2 separate regions of the Mus musculus genome follow, and region 2 is linked to region 1. A link is a contact called in public HiCAR-type data. All regions are on one chromosome and are shown on one strand. The core of a region is the stretch at or near the end of the contact, and the rest is flanking DNA. Distances in the headings are between cores, read along the strand shown.

Evidence for each region. HiCAR-type assays count read pairs that join an accessible place to other places.
Region 2: a HiCAR-type map of astrocytes shows a contact between it and region 1, with 12 times the contacts expected there. The contact joins two enhancer-like sites. A contact is called at or near these places in 4 of 39 promoter capture datasets (embryonic stem cells, liver, pre-B cells and 1 more), 3 of 115 datasets of contacts at active chromatin or transcription factors (astrocytes, embryonic forebrain and embryonic hindbrain) and 1 of 9 other capture datasets (embryonic stem cells).

The regions. Positions count from the first base shown.
Region 1 is chr4:22,475,164-22,482,373 of GRCm38.p6, reverse strand. Pou3f2 (POU domain, class 3, transcription factor 2) reads left to right here. Exons shown (of 1, transcript NM_008899.2): 1 at 1-279. Among named protein-coding and RNA genes, the nearest start is that of Pou3f2, 9.6 kb to the left of the region's middle. Within about 2 kb of position 2,818, at least 34 of the 459 cell types and tissues checked have an H3K27ac peak or open chromatin away from gene starts, as enhancers often do. A contact at or near this core is called in astrocytes, where this site is marked.
Region 2 is chr4:24,616,511-24,623,720 of GRCm38.p6, reverse strand. It overlaps Klhl32 (kelch-like 32), which reads left to right. Exons shown (of 11, transcript NM_001163020.2): 11 at 6,175-7,210. The coding sequence ends at 6,336. Among named protein-coding and RNA genes, the nearest start is that of Gm31436, 48 kb to the left of the region's middle. Within about 2 kb of position 3,205, at least 33 of the 459 cell types and tissues checked have an H3K27ac peak or open chromatin away from gene starts, as enhancers often do. A contact at or near this core is called in astrocytes, where this site is marked.

The DNA.
Region 1 (7,210 bases), core at 1,569-4,068:
AGACACTCATCTCTCTATCTTATTCCTTCAAAAGTAACCAATAAAACAATACAACAGCAAAGGTGGGTGGCTCTTGCATGTGTTGCTCCCAGCCATGCGTCTCCACTGGCCCTTTAGTTTCCTTATGGAAGCTTGGATGAAATTATCATCTTATTACGCCTCTCTTTGATTTGTCTTTGTTGATTTTTCAATCAATTCATGGAACTGTGCTCTGGATTCTATTAAATTCCTATACAAATTTTAAAATAGGACAGAGAATGGAGTTTGTACGTGGGGGGGGGGGTGGGGGTGGAAAGGAAGGTTGGTTCAGTGAGAATGTCTTTGGTTCTCCTTGTATATTTCAGTGGTAAAGCAAAGGAGTATTTATTTCAAACAAAAGGGGGACCTGCATCAGGAAATACTGAGACTCTTGACAATGTGTCTATTCAGTTGGGGTGTAGATAAATATTTTCTCTTTGGAGAAAGTTTACTTTTTAAAATGGTACAATGATACATAGTTTCTGAAGCCAAAGGTAGCAACAGAGCACTGAGGCCTCTTATGGTTGTTTCCACAACTTGATTCTGGATAGGAAAAACCAAAACAAACAATAAACCAAAAACAACAACAAAAAGAAAACAAAAAAAAGTGGCAGGGGTCTCACAAATTCATGCAATGAATCGGGCCACATTCCCAGAACTTGGGCCAATGTCTTTTCAGTGTCCATTTATATAGAGACAACTACTAGAGTAAAGGAAATAAATGGCTTTCAGCTGCTTCAAGGCTTTGCTTGGGTGTGGAGATAAATAACCAGAATGTTTTCACATTGTTCTAGCATTTTGGGGGAGGAGGGAAACCTACCATTTATCCCCCTCTTTTAAAAAGTTAATCAACTTTACTACTAGTACCTTTCCTCGACCTTAATCACACTGCTGCTTGGCTTAGCTGTTAGAGGTTATTAGAAACAATATCATCCCATCAAAACAGTCTAGTCTCTTATTGTTCCTAGGAATCTGATGTTGGTAACATTAAGATGTATTTCTTTTTTCTAAAAACAACAACAAATGTCTGCTATGTTATTTAATACACCAGTAAAAGTGCATCTATACCTTAAAGTCCATTCTTCTTTTTGAGTTTTTATAGCTCTTTGTCTGGAATGGGGAGGGGCAGGGGAGCTTCCATAAGCGGTTTGTGCCTAAAGAGCTCAGGCTCTAGAAGGGTCTATAGTTGGCCACATATGTCTCTCCCCTGCTTAAGAATTGGGAGTTGTCCTGGGCAGGTGGGTAGGGAGTAAAGGTTCCTACAAAAGATAAATAAATAAAAAGAGATCTCAAGGATTTCGGAAAGACCAGGAGTGTTAGGGCCCTTTCTGAGAAAGCTGGAGGGGAATTTGATTGTTAGGAATTAACTCTCTCTGTGCCACATGCATGCATAAGCAACTTCACTGGGAAGTGAATTGAAACTTGAGATCTTAAAAATCAGGGTCATATGTTTCCCCTCCCCACCAGTGTTTCTTCTGCTTTAGTTGTTGAAAAAGGAAAGGGAAAATTTTTTTTAAGGCTCCATTGACCGAAATACAGGGCCATAGAGTTTGGCAGCACAGTGGGAAAGAGAAAGTTACACAAATTAACCATTGTAAACCTCCAGCTTTGAGGCTCAAACAAATCCATAGGAAGTGTAGAAGCTCCTCCCTCCCCCTGATAAGAAGAAATCTCATTCTGTCAGAGAAATTTTATGTGACCTTTTATGTTCCACAGCATATGATTCTGGAGAGAATTATTTGACATTAATAACTTTTGCTGATGTTGTTTCCCCTAACAAATATTCCTTCGAAGTTCTTACAGTTTTCCTGAGCCTGTCAGGCATCAGGCATCTACTGTGGCTCAAAGGCGGCCTTTGCTGCCTCCCAAGTTAGGAGACCCTGGCAGCTGGCCTTGAGCACGGAAGGAAAAGATGCGAGGGAAGCCGGCCATTCCCTGCACTCCCAAGCCTTGCTGCTGCGGCAAATCTTGAATTTTTCTAATCTCCAAGGGCAGTGAAGCCCTGACCTCCGTGGACAGGGCAGTCGTCGAGATGGACCCCAAGTCTCTCTTCTCAAGGGAGGTCTATAGGGCTGGGCGCCGTCTGGGACGAATGACAGATCAGCCTGCCAGGGCCCGAGGCTAGGGGTGCTGCTTTGAGTACTGATGTATGGGGGCGTATGGCTGTCGCGGGTGGGCAGGGAAATGCAGGCGTCAGAAAACACAGGCACTCTCCACTGGCAGCTTATGGCAGAGCCAGAGGTGCCTGGGTTACAGAGGTCACTGGACATTTAGAGCGAAAAGTGAATCCCCCAACTCTCTGTCCGCCATCCTTGCGTCTTAGACGCGACAAAATCCCAGGGCATCTGCTCGGGAGAAGCAAATGTGAGAGATGGTGGCCCAGAGTAAAATAAGTTGATCTCAACGTCAGACAACGTGCAGACTGGACAAACGGCTCCCTGGGAAGTCATTTGGCCGATTCCTAGCTTTGTGGGGGTTGTACATTGAAGGGGGAACCACCGAAAGTTGGAAAACAAAGTTCTAAACGTGTGCTGCTCCTCCTCTTACTGAACAAACTTTTGATAGTTTCTGGCCTCAGCGGTCAGCCTCCAGTGGAGAGGAACCTTGTCTTCTAAGCGCTAAAGCAAGGAAGAAAAGGGTTCTCCCAAAACCCGGCACTCACTTGTGAGCCTAAAGTCCGAAGTCAGTTCCTAGGAAACCTGTATGGGGGGCGGGGAGAACCCTGGGTACCCTGTGCGAACGAGTCAGAGGGGAGCCTCCAGCAGCTCTCCAAGACTGGAGGCCTGACTTCAGTCTCCTGAGCCGGCCCATTCACTCTTAGGCTGGGTGGATGCTTCCAATCCATCGCCTTTCCCAACCTCCAGAGAGCCTTTACACGTGAGAAGAAACTCTCAAAAGCCTCACAGAAGGGAGTTGGGGGTTCTTTCACCTCTGGGAGGGGAGGCCGCTTGGGACGCGCGGGCATTGGGGGTGGGTGGGGGCGGGGCGGGCTGGAGTACTAAGGGTACCTAAAGCTGCGGGACTTTAGTGGGGGGGACTGCCTGACTGTAGTGGGAAGGCGACCAACCACACTTGCAGGGACTCCCGCGGAGCGCTGGTCTGTGCCGGAGCAGGGCACGGCTCTGCCCCGAGTTCAGGAGCATCCTGGAGATCCAGCCGTGTCTGCCTGTGGTCACTCCCCAGGCCCTGCGGCTATCCGGGGCAGGGTGGTACACAAACAGGGATGCTTCTATTTACTCGCCTCTGCCTGTGGATTTCTAAGACATTCAGCAGGCACAATCATTAAACTAATTTGTATTTGATTGTTTGGGCGGACGGAGGGTAGTTTTATTGCGCTAAGCATTCAAGCAGGCACGCATCGCTGATTACCAGTATACATTAAATAAAGTTGTTTGTACACATTGTCTTACCACATATAGGCAGAGGCTTATTATTCTAATTACTCTAATTAGTGCATTGAAATGTTTTCTACTTGATTTGAGGAGACAGTGATTACTTCTATTACTTCTTTTAGCTCGTATTTTATGGAAAACTATTGATGCATGCTCAAATTACTTTATTTGCCCCTCGAATATAAGGCTGACCCAAACCCAGTGAACTGCACCGCCCTTATGGGGCCCCAACTTTGATGTGGGCCTCGGCTTGGAAGAGGCAGCTCTCCTATTTGTTGGTTTCCTCCTTCAAGCTCAGTGTTCTCCCAAGGCCAGGCCCAGTCCCCTATCCCAGATGCGCACCCGGGTCTCGGACCCACGGACCGAGTAGGGCATGCGGATCCTAAACCTTCTTGGATGCAGCGACTCTGACCTGCTGGCCTTCCAGTTTCTTAGGCGCGATTTACTTTTAAAAGACTCCCTTAAGCATATTTCCCGTGCATCTACTTCCGAAGCTTTAACGTGACTATTAAATTGATAAGATCAGCTCATCAAACATACTATTTCGATAGGGTGTTGTAATTAAAACCTTAATCCTGTTTGAGACTCTTTTTTTCCCTTTAAATTCCTTTTTCTTAGGGAAGGGGTACAAAGTTCACTATAAAAAAGTATTATAACAGGGAGATTAATTCGTTATCTAAATAACAATCTTTGCTATTGATCCAATGCACTTTTCGCCACCTTTTGTGTTAGTTCCGTAAGCCCTTAAAAAGGAGAATCTGACAAAGCAAAAGATTTGGACCGAACTCGCAAGGCTACGATCTTCTTGGGAGAGCTAGGAGTCTGAGGCTCTCTCCTCTCACCACAGCGGGGGAAGCAGCCCAAGAGTGTCCCTGCTGCCCTGAATGTGCCAATGGGGCAAAGAAGTGCTGATGCCCGCGGCCGGCTCCTCAAAGTCCTCTCCCCTGGCAGAAGGAGGTCTGCTCAGTCTCTGGGTAAATACTCCACTGGTTCTGATTTTACTTTTAATATTTAAACTCGGATTATCGTGTCTCTAAATGCGCGTTCCTAACCTTTGAGGGTGGCTGAGATGTAATAAACACTGGCGGGCAGCAGCTCAGCTTCTGCTGGCCAAGGCTGCCGCCTCCCGCTCCGCCCGCCCTTGGGCCCCAGTCCCCCCACCCCCTACCAGCGGCCCTCCGCCTCCCCCCCCCCCCCCCCTGGCAGCGACGGCCGCGCGGGAACGAAATCAGCGCCTCCCGGCAGCTGACGGCTGAGCATCCAGGGCTCCTGCAGGCGGGGGAGGCCGCCCTTTATCCCAGCTGAAGAGTCCTCGCGGGCTGCAGGAGGAGACGCGCAACCCCGCGGTGGCCCTGAGGAGGAGGAGAGAGCCAGGTTTCCTGGAAGCAGCGACCTCCGGACGTGGGAGAAGGCATCAAGGGGCGCGGGGGACCGCAGAATGAACAAGGTCGCTAGTCTAGGTGGGGGTGGGGTGGGAGTGGGAAGTGAAGACCCTGCCCAAATATAAGCCTCCTTTAAAAGAGGTCAAGGGCCTCTGAGAAACCGGAGACTTTCTAAAGCAAAGAGGCCCGTTTGCTCCCAAGTCAGTTCACAAGAGATTTTCCTCAGTTGTAAGTTTACCTCCCCCCCCACCCCCCAACACCCTCCTTTGGCCTCTCTAACAAAGTCTTCTTCCCCCATGTCCAGACTTGTTATGAAACAAAGTCTCCCAGGATAGTTTAACAGGAGAATAAAGGACACCCTAGACCCCCTCCCCAGTACATCTGCTCTCACCCCAAGATTGCAGCCTTTAGCCGAATGGAACTTTGGCGCCCCAAAGTGGCATCCACTTGCAACTACTCGTGATTTTACAGTCTGATCCGTTCAAAAGTTGAGTTTCAGACTGGAATGTGCTTCTCCCCACTCTCTCTGCATGCTTGGCCTCATTCCTCCTAGAAAAGGTTATGAAGGTGACCCCACGCGCATGACTCATACAAAGGTTTCCAAATGTCCAGTCTGGGCTCCTTAGCAGAGGTTTGAAGTTTCACTGGAGAGGACAGAACATTTTATACTAAAAGTTACCGCAACAAAGATGAGAAGGAAGAGATGTACCCCAATATTTTGCTCCTACAAACTTATCTGTCAAAATCAAGTATTACGTGCATCAGAGAACTCTCAGCTTCTCGTAGGAATCAAAAGCAGAGAATCAAGTTGGAAGCCACGGTTAATGACGAATGTAGCATTTTAACCAAGTCAAAATTTGACCTCGAACATCTTTTTATACAGAAGGCTTGTTCAGTTTCGAGTTTAAAGGTGATTTTATTTAAGGCGTTCGCTTGAACAGAGACACATTTGTGAAAGAACCGTTGAAGTGGGGGAAAACATCCACTTCCCAAATTCCTAAAAGAGCTCTCAGTCTGCTTCCTTCGGAGCCAGTAAGTTAGTCCGTTTCCCACACTGTGTGCCGTTTTCACCACTTACTCTGCCTTTACCCCAGGTCACGTCAGGAGGGGACATGCATACACAGGAACTGCAGGCAGCTCAAACTTGTGGTTACTGGATTGGATAGGCTTGAGCGACAGCACCTCAGCCCTCCTCCACCCCTTCCCCCTCCCCATAGTTATCAGCCAACAAACATCTGAGAAGCCCTGTGGTACTTCCAAATCCATTTCTTCATGTGCAGGCTGTGCATAATAGCGCTTCTTTAAATTTTCCAGTAGCATTTATATAACATACATGGAAGCACAAAATAAAATGGAAGTCTCATATAGAAAGTGGTCATTTCAAACTCTAGTGAGGCCTCTGCTGTGAGGGCCCAGCAAGAAATCCCTTCAACCTAAAAATAAGGCTACACATCTTTGCATCTACTGGCATAGGAGGAGGAAATGTGGAGATAGCCATCTCAATTTTCATATATGGGGACACTCTACTGATTCTGACTACTTAGACCACCATCCACTAGACTTGCTTTTACAATGCCTAAGCTTGAGGTTGTGGTTAACACCATTATTAGAACCACCAGCGCCGGACTCTAGTAACTGTAACAAATGTGGCTACTCTATTATTATTCTAGGGAGAACTAGCTTGCTACTCTGCAAACCATTCCATTTCTTTATGCCAGCCAACTTAACTTTAACTGCACACTTCTCTGGTATCTTTTATTGCAGCCTGAATCAGTTATGAAAAGAACTCTGGGTTTATACACGCAAAACCAACCCAATGCAAGCAGCAGCACTGACCGCAACAACAGCTTAAACACTGTGGACACTGCTGATGGGTCACACTCTGCTCTCTGGGTTTGGATCACACAGGAGCCCTCAGCCTACTGTGTTCTAAACGGGGAGCCTTGGGAGGTACTGTTCTACTCAGGAACCAGGCCCTGCTCCCCAGGGACCCCTGTATGGAGCAAAGGGGAGAAGTCCCTGCTGCCACTGGGAAAGAGAGACGGTGGTCTGAGACAGTTCTTCCCTCCTGGCAGCACAGTCCCAGGAGCCAGAAGGTTTTTGTGCTGGTTGCAAGTGGCTGAGAAAAGTCTTGAGCAAGGCCTTTTGTTGGTCCCTGGAATGGTTGTGGGTGGCCAAGAGGGATCTGCACAAGCTTCTATGCCAGCATTCTAGGGCAAAAGTGAATGAAGGCTTTTCTCCTGTTAGAGGTTTAGCCAGTGGGTCCTGAATCCTCCACATGCTTGTGGTAGGTGTGCTGAGCCAGATAGACTCTTCTCTCCTTATGTGGAAAGCCTAGATCAGGGGACCTGTCCACTCTAACTCCCATCCCCGGGGGGAACAGATGGAACTCCGTGTCAGCATCATCCAGCGCTCTTG
Region 2 (7,210 bases), core at 1,956-4,455, 2.1 Mb before region 1:
AGTTGCCCGCAAGTATATTCCTCCATTGTACTTGACCTTACTCATCAAGACAGGATCTCTCACTGATCTTGGAGTAGGTCCGGTATTCCTACTTTAACTAGCAAGCCAGCCTGTGGGTGGATCTTGCCACCGCCTCCCACGAGCTGGCATTACAATTGGTCACAGGTCTATCTGTATTTTACGTGGATTCTGAGGATCGGAACTTTGTTCTTCATGCTTGCAGGGCAAGCTCTTTATCCCCTGAGCCATCTCTGTAGCCCAACAAACATGTATGCATACGAGGTCTTATGATTAATAGGCGTGAGCATATTAGCATATGGTTTATCATTTAGAGAGACATTTGGAAACAGAATCTTCAGGGATAATAGCGTTTTAGTGGTTTAACTTTTAAATTATGTGTATGCATGTTCATGTGTGCTGTGGTAAATATCATTTGGGGCTTTCTTCCCCACCTTAGATCATTTAGTTTCCAAATAAAAGACACAAAACTTTTATAGTTATAATAAGTCTTAAGGCACTAGAGTTGGGCAGATATCAACGCTTTATGCTATTTTCTATTTCCCTATCATTAACCCTGAGATATCACTTGCCGTGTTCTGCCTGGGCCACTCCTACTCCATCAGGTCGGCCCTTCTGGCCATGAGCTCACAGTAACCCATGGCAACTTCTTCCTTTATTCCCTCTCTACCTCATAGTCTCTCCTCTGACCCCAAACCCTGGGAACCTTCACTCCGGACCCTATCTTCTGCACAGCCCAGACTGTAGGCATCTTTATTAACCAATCAGTGACAACTTGGTGGGGGGTGGAGCACGGTATACACAACAAAAGTTGGCATGGGTGAGGATCTGCTCATCTTGGAGCAACCAGATCTTGGGGTACAGAATTTAGCATTTGAATACAAGCAGCACCAGACCAAGCTCCTAAAAGTATGTGTGTGCCTTTGAACACATCAGTTCACAGATGTTGGAGGCACTGGATCTGCCTGGAGCTGGAGTGATGAAGAGTTATGAGTCACCCAACATGGGTGCTAGGGACTGAACTCTGGCCTTCTGCAAGAGCATTGTACACTCTAAACCTCTGAGCTCGCTCTCCCTCTAGCCTCAACAATAGCTTTCTGCATCATGAATCTTGCATGCCAGGTAGTGGCAACTAATTGCTGAGCATCTTTCCATCTGAACTAAGGATCAGATGCTTCTACTCTGTTGCTGACTTCAGATCTAGTCATCTTCGTGGATGAACAGTAGCATGCCACTGGGTAGAGAGCCCAGCCCTGTGTTTAAAAGCCTGTCACATCCCTAGCATTATTAGTATCTGCCGGAGTAATATCCAATCGAGAAACGAGACAGTGGAAAGTCAGATTGGTGAAGGTGAGAAAATGTTAGACACTAGAAGTTCCTAGATGTAGGACAGAGTGGTCGTGAGAATCAGACGCACACTTAAAGTATCAAAGTTCAAATCTCTGTCACTCATAATCCGAGATTAATTTATAATTGTGAGTAGTCTAATATCAGGGCTGATTAATGAAGAGTATAGTTAAGTAGTTCAGAGCGTCTCTCACTAGTATCCCAAACCAATTCTTTTTGCCTTTAAAAATACCAGCCAATACTCTTATCTTAGCAGACTGCTCCTCCTGGCCTCTGATCCAGGTTCATTTAACAGTCATTTGTGGGGTCAGCCACCTGGAGTGACACGCATAAGAAGCCATTTCAGCTACTACAGAGCTAGCATATGCTACTCCGTTCATTGTAAGACAGTCCAGACTGAGGAAGGCTGGGAAGCCCTGCATTAACATTTGTAAAAGATGTTGAGGTTTAGAACCACTAGTAATACATACACTCACAGGATATAGATCCTGAAAACTAAAAAGCATTCTTATTAATTTTGTGGGCCTGGGGCTGTCTGGCATGTAGCCTGACTCTAATCTGATGTGCCTGAGGTGACCAGGACACACAGGCCGCTGTGTGAGCATGCAGGTGACTCGTCTGTGTTTCCAGATTTTTCTCTGTTATTCTCCTTTCCTGTTACTTCCTTTTGGCCGGAGGATAAGCTGGCAGTCTGGCACTGCCGCTTCCCACGTGTCTCCTTCCTGCCAGTTTACTGGGGAGTGTTTAGGAGAAAATCTGCCAAAAGCGTTCTTTTTCCCTCCCAGATTAAATACATTACATCTGCTTAACATATGCAGTCACTGCTGGGCCAGGGAATCACACAGTATTCATTTGGGGGAAGGCACTAAGTCCTGGCTCTTCTGGGCTACATCCTTGGATTAAAATACTGGCTAGAGCTACCATTTACAGCCAAGTTATCTCGAGAAAGTCACTTAATTTTTCTGTTTTCTTCTCTAAAAATTGAAGGCAATACTTAACCTTGCATGGTTTTGATAGATATTGAGTGATCTTAGAGCTGGCAAGAAGGAGCAATAAAGGGAATCAGGGACTCAAGAATAGCACAGGTGTTATTCAAGAACAGGCCTGTAGAGGGGCTATAAATATAAAGCAAGACCCATAGCCAGGGACCCACTACAAGGGTGGGCTAGTGGCAGGGTTAAAAGGAGACTGAAATGCTTCCATGTTCAACTTGTGGTCAGCCATTGTGAGGGAGGTGTCTTAAAAACTGGGTGACTGGTACGTCTCTGGTTGCTAGCTATTTCTAGGGTTAGGGGTCAGAGAGTGCAAGAATCTAGACAAATTATTTTACTGCATAAATTGTTACTGTTTAATCCAAATGGTACAGCTTTCCAAAATGACACGGTTCTAGTTAACATTTCTGACTTGTTTGCACTAGCTAGGCAAAACAAAAACCAAACAAACAAAAAGCAATAGAGGCATAGCTGTTGCTCTTGTAACTTGTTCCTAGACAAGGGCCTCAGTAAGCAGGGGCTTTTGGAGCAGTCTTAGGCATCAGAAAATGTGAACTATGCTTGCTGTTGGAATGGCTTTTTGGTGGTGCCCTTGATAAAGGAGTTCAGTTTCTTGAATACAAAATAGCCTAAAAAAAAAAAAAAAAAAAAAAAAAACCAAGATGGCAGGGCCCGAAGACTACCGCAAATAGGAGCGAGCCAGCCCTGGCAGTCAGCATCCCAGGCTGGGTACCGCCCCCTAGAGTTGGAATGTCAGCAAAGTTCATTTGCTCAGGCTCAAAGGTTTTTTGGCTGCATCTCAGACTGACGGCTCCAGAGTGGTTTATACAGAAGTAGCATTCTTCCTGGAAGAAGAGAGGTTCCTCCTTTCTTGGCAAAAAATGAGGCCCAGAACATTGCCCTTTTACAGAACACTTGCAAATAAGGCCATTTGATTTAAGAAGATGGTCATTATTTTTGTGATATCACTCCTGAAGAGATGAGAACAAATGTCAACTCACCCTAGATAGGAAACTAATGACAGATCAAAGCACGGATAACACCAAAGTCAAACTTGGTGAGCCAATGAGTTTTACTGAGATTATTTACAGGGATATGGGCGAGGGATTAGTTACAGGAACAGAAATGACTCAAACAGCTGTGTTACCTCAACATGATGGATCGGGTTCTGTCATAGTGCCCCAGTTAGTATGCGACTCTTCCAGTTTGTCTGGTTTTTCTTTGTTTAGGCAATTTGGCTGCTCTCTCTGCTCCTTCCAGGATGCCTGAAGGGTCTCTTTCTTCCAGGCTGCTGGGGCTGAGTCTCTTCGAAGCAGCTTTTCTGACGATCTTCTTTGTAGCTTAGCTTGAAGAGAGACTCCCAGTAGTCTCTGCTGTTTCTATACTTTTGGGGAAGGAGAGGAGTACTGAATGGGGTCAGTTAAAGGGACTTCCTAAAGCCATTTAGAGTTGTTTCCTTCCTGTTTGAAGGAGCTGCCCTGCAGATGGAGAACTTCACCTCTTCTTAGAACAGCCCATTGTTTCCCCTCTATGTAAGCATCATTTCCTAAAATATCCTGTTGTTTCACCTCCCTTTCATATCCTATGTCTGAAGATATTTCCTTCCAAGATGGAAGGTTTTTGTTTTTTTTTTGTTTTGTTTTGTTTTGTTTTTTTGTTTTTTTGTTTTTGGTTTTTCGAGACAGGGTTTTTCTGTACAGCCCTGGCTGTCCTGGAACTCACTTTGTAGACCAGGCTGGCCTCGAACTCAGAAATCCGCCTGCCTCCAAGATGGAAGGTTTTAACCGTAGAGGAAACTGCTACACAACAGGTGGCTCTTCCTCTAGGGTAGTGGCCCTTAACTTTTGAAGTGATGCAAGCCTTAATACATCTCTTCATGTTAGGGTGACCTCCAAGCACAAAATTACTTTGTTGCTACCTCATAACTGTAAGTTTGTCATTGTTATGAACTGCAGTGTAAATATCTGATATGCAGAATATCTGATAGGTGACTCCCGCCCCCAAAGGGTTGAGACCCACAGGATCAGAACCATTAGTGTGGGTATCTTCAAGCTTTAAAAAGCTGTTGATAATAGAGACCTGAGTGATTGATGTGGGAGGGCCCAGTCCATTCTGGGCAGTGCCACTCCTGAACTAGGGAGCAAGAGAAAGCAGGCCGAACAAGCCATAGGGAGCAAGCAAGCCAGTAAGTTGTACTGTCCCATGACTTCTGCCTTAGTTCATGGTTTCAGGTTCCTAGCCTGGCTTCCCAGTGATGGAGAGTGACTGACCTAAGAGTTGTAAGCTGAAATAAGCCCTTTACTCCCTAGATTACTTTTGGTCATGGTGTTTTACCACAGCAATGGAAACCCTAAGACAGAGATTGCTACCAGGTGCAGGGGCTATTGCTGTGCCAGAACTGACCACCCGTTTTCAGGAGAAATGTGGTATTTGAGATTTTTGATTAGAGGTCTGTTGTGGGAGCTAAGAGGATAGACCTGAGTACAGAGCAGATGGTGGCGCTTAGGAAGTTTGAGAGTCCCTTAAAGACTCCCTCAAGTCATTGGATATTTTCAATTAAGGATTTCTGGTTCTAGCCAGTTGGGGGTGAAGATTAAAAAATAAGAACACAGCCAGTAATGTAGACCCTGGTTAGCTGGAACTGAGACAGTTTGTGGAGATTAAGAGGAGACTAGTATCATCAAAGTGAAATCTGGGAGGCGTTTCCTCGGAGTCAGCAAACAGACGCTGCGGTCTTGGGTAGAGTGTATGTGTGTGTCAGGGGTAGAGAGGACAACAAGACTGTACCTCCTACTGGCAGCTGAACTTGGTAATGTGTAAGATTCTCAGGTTGTACTGGTTCTGAAGGCATAAGGTGTCACTGAGAGTAGCTGAAGCTTGACTGTGAGAGGCTAGGAGAGGACATTGGTGATGGTGCACTCTCAGTTGCCCTGGAAGTTCCAGGACTGGAGGGGTCATGGAGAGAATTTGAGGCCTTAGCTCCATGGGGCAGAGTAAGAGTCCCTTAAGAGAGCCCAAAAGAGGCTATTGGTAAAGGCACAGCCAAGTGGCAGTGGAGACCCTAGCATTTTGGAAATGAGTTCTAAGGACAGCAGCAACTGTACGGTGCAGCCAGCCTGAGCCTACAGCAGCTACGTGTGCTGCAGATACCAGAGCTAGAGATACAGAACCCTTTGAAACCTAGATCTTCAATCACGGACGTCAGGCATTAGGCTGTTTACACTGTTGGGCTTTGGTTTTGCTATGATTTGAGTGTGACTATGCCTGGTGTCTTCCCTTTAGAGTAAGAAAGTGTTTAACTTGTTTTTATTTTATAGGAACCCACAGAGGCTTTGGATATTTTAGAGGCTTTCAGTGGTGAGATTTGGGGTTGGTTTTATAAAGAGACTGAACTTTGAAAGGGCTTGAATTTCTAAAGACTGTGGGACTCTAAAAGTTTGGAATGTGTTTTATATTGAGGTATTAGTATTAGTATGAGATCTTATGAATGAAAATGGCAGGAAGTATAATTGCCTGCTGATGTGTTTGTATGTGACAAGGGGTCAGCTGTACTGGGTTTTTGTTTGTTTGGGGCTTCTTTTCTGGACATGATGCAAGCTAAAGTTACCTTACAAGGGGAACGTCAATTGAGAAAATATCTCCCTAAGATTGGTCTGCAGGCAGGCCTAGCGAGGATGCTGTCATGATTCCTTTTGGTCGTAGTTTGTCACAGCATCAGAGAAGTAACAAATACACCCAGTAAGAAAGTACTACTGCCTAAGGGCCCCCCTCCATGCATATGTATTTTTTGAGTAGTCCTTCCTCTCTTCTGGTGTAGGTATTGGATGTGAGCAGAGAAGGCAAAGAGGAAGTGTTCTACGGACCTACACTGCCCTTTGCTTCCAACGGCATAGCGGCGTGCTTCCTTCCGGCTCCGTATTTCACATGCCCCAACCTGCAGACTCTGCAAGTGCCTCACCACAGGATCGGCACTGTCTGATAAGCCAGCATCCACAGGAGACCGAATGAGACCTTGACATCTGGACACAGGGCATGGACATCCTCAGTGCTTCCCTATCGTGTCTTACAGGTCTAAAATTGTGCTAAATACTAGCAAAAAAAAAAAAAAAGAATAATTTTCTAAAACATATTATCGAGAATTTTGTCACTTCTTTCAGTGTGTGTTAAAACATACAATATGTGTGATTTTTATTGTGGTGCACCTTAGTGCCATCCTACGGCACGTGATAGTTTTGTGGCTCTTTAAAACATTCTTTGTACCCCTGTCCTAGTTAGTGCTGTCTGGGATCATGTGACACTGTCAGTAAGGAACCTTACACAGCAGGCATCAGTTTCCTCATAATCTTCGGTACTTAGGCCTTTTCGTTACTCAAGCATCAGCGTGTCTTTTCAAGCTTACCATTCTGCAGCATTCCTCAGCAGAAGTTCAGCGGGATGACATCAGATACACTTTAAGTGCCACATTTCATTCAAGGTGATCGGAGTAAAGGACTTGGATAAGTTAGATTTCCAACCTTGGTTACTCTGACCTTGTTTCAGAACTTTATAGGGCTAGGCTTCTCACCCTTGGTGATAATTGCTCATTTCCACATTTACTAAAAAGAATGCCATGAGGATTTGGCAAATGCTCAGAACTTTGCCTAAGGTTAAAAAAAAATGTTACTTACATTCTAAAATGTGTTGCTATCTTTAGAGTCCTGTAACCAAACCATTTTATTTCCAAGTTTATAAATTTCGAGGAGTGTTGAGACGGTCCTGTGGGAGTCTGAGAGCATTGGGAAGGCGCTACACCTATCCTGAGCAGGAATGCCAGAGATCCCGAAACTTGGACAAATTCTTGCCTCAAAGAATTC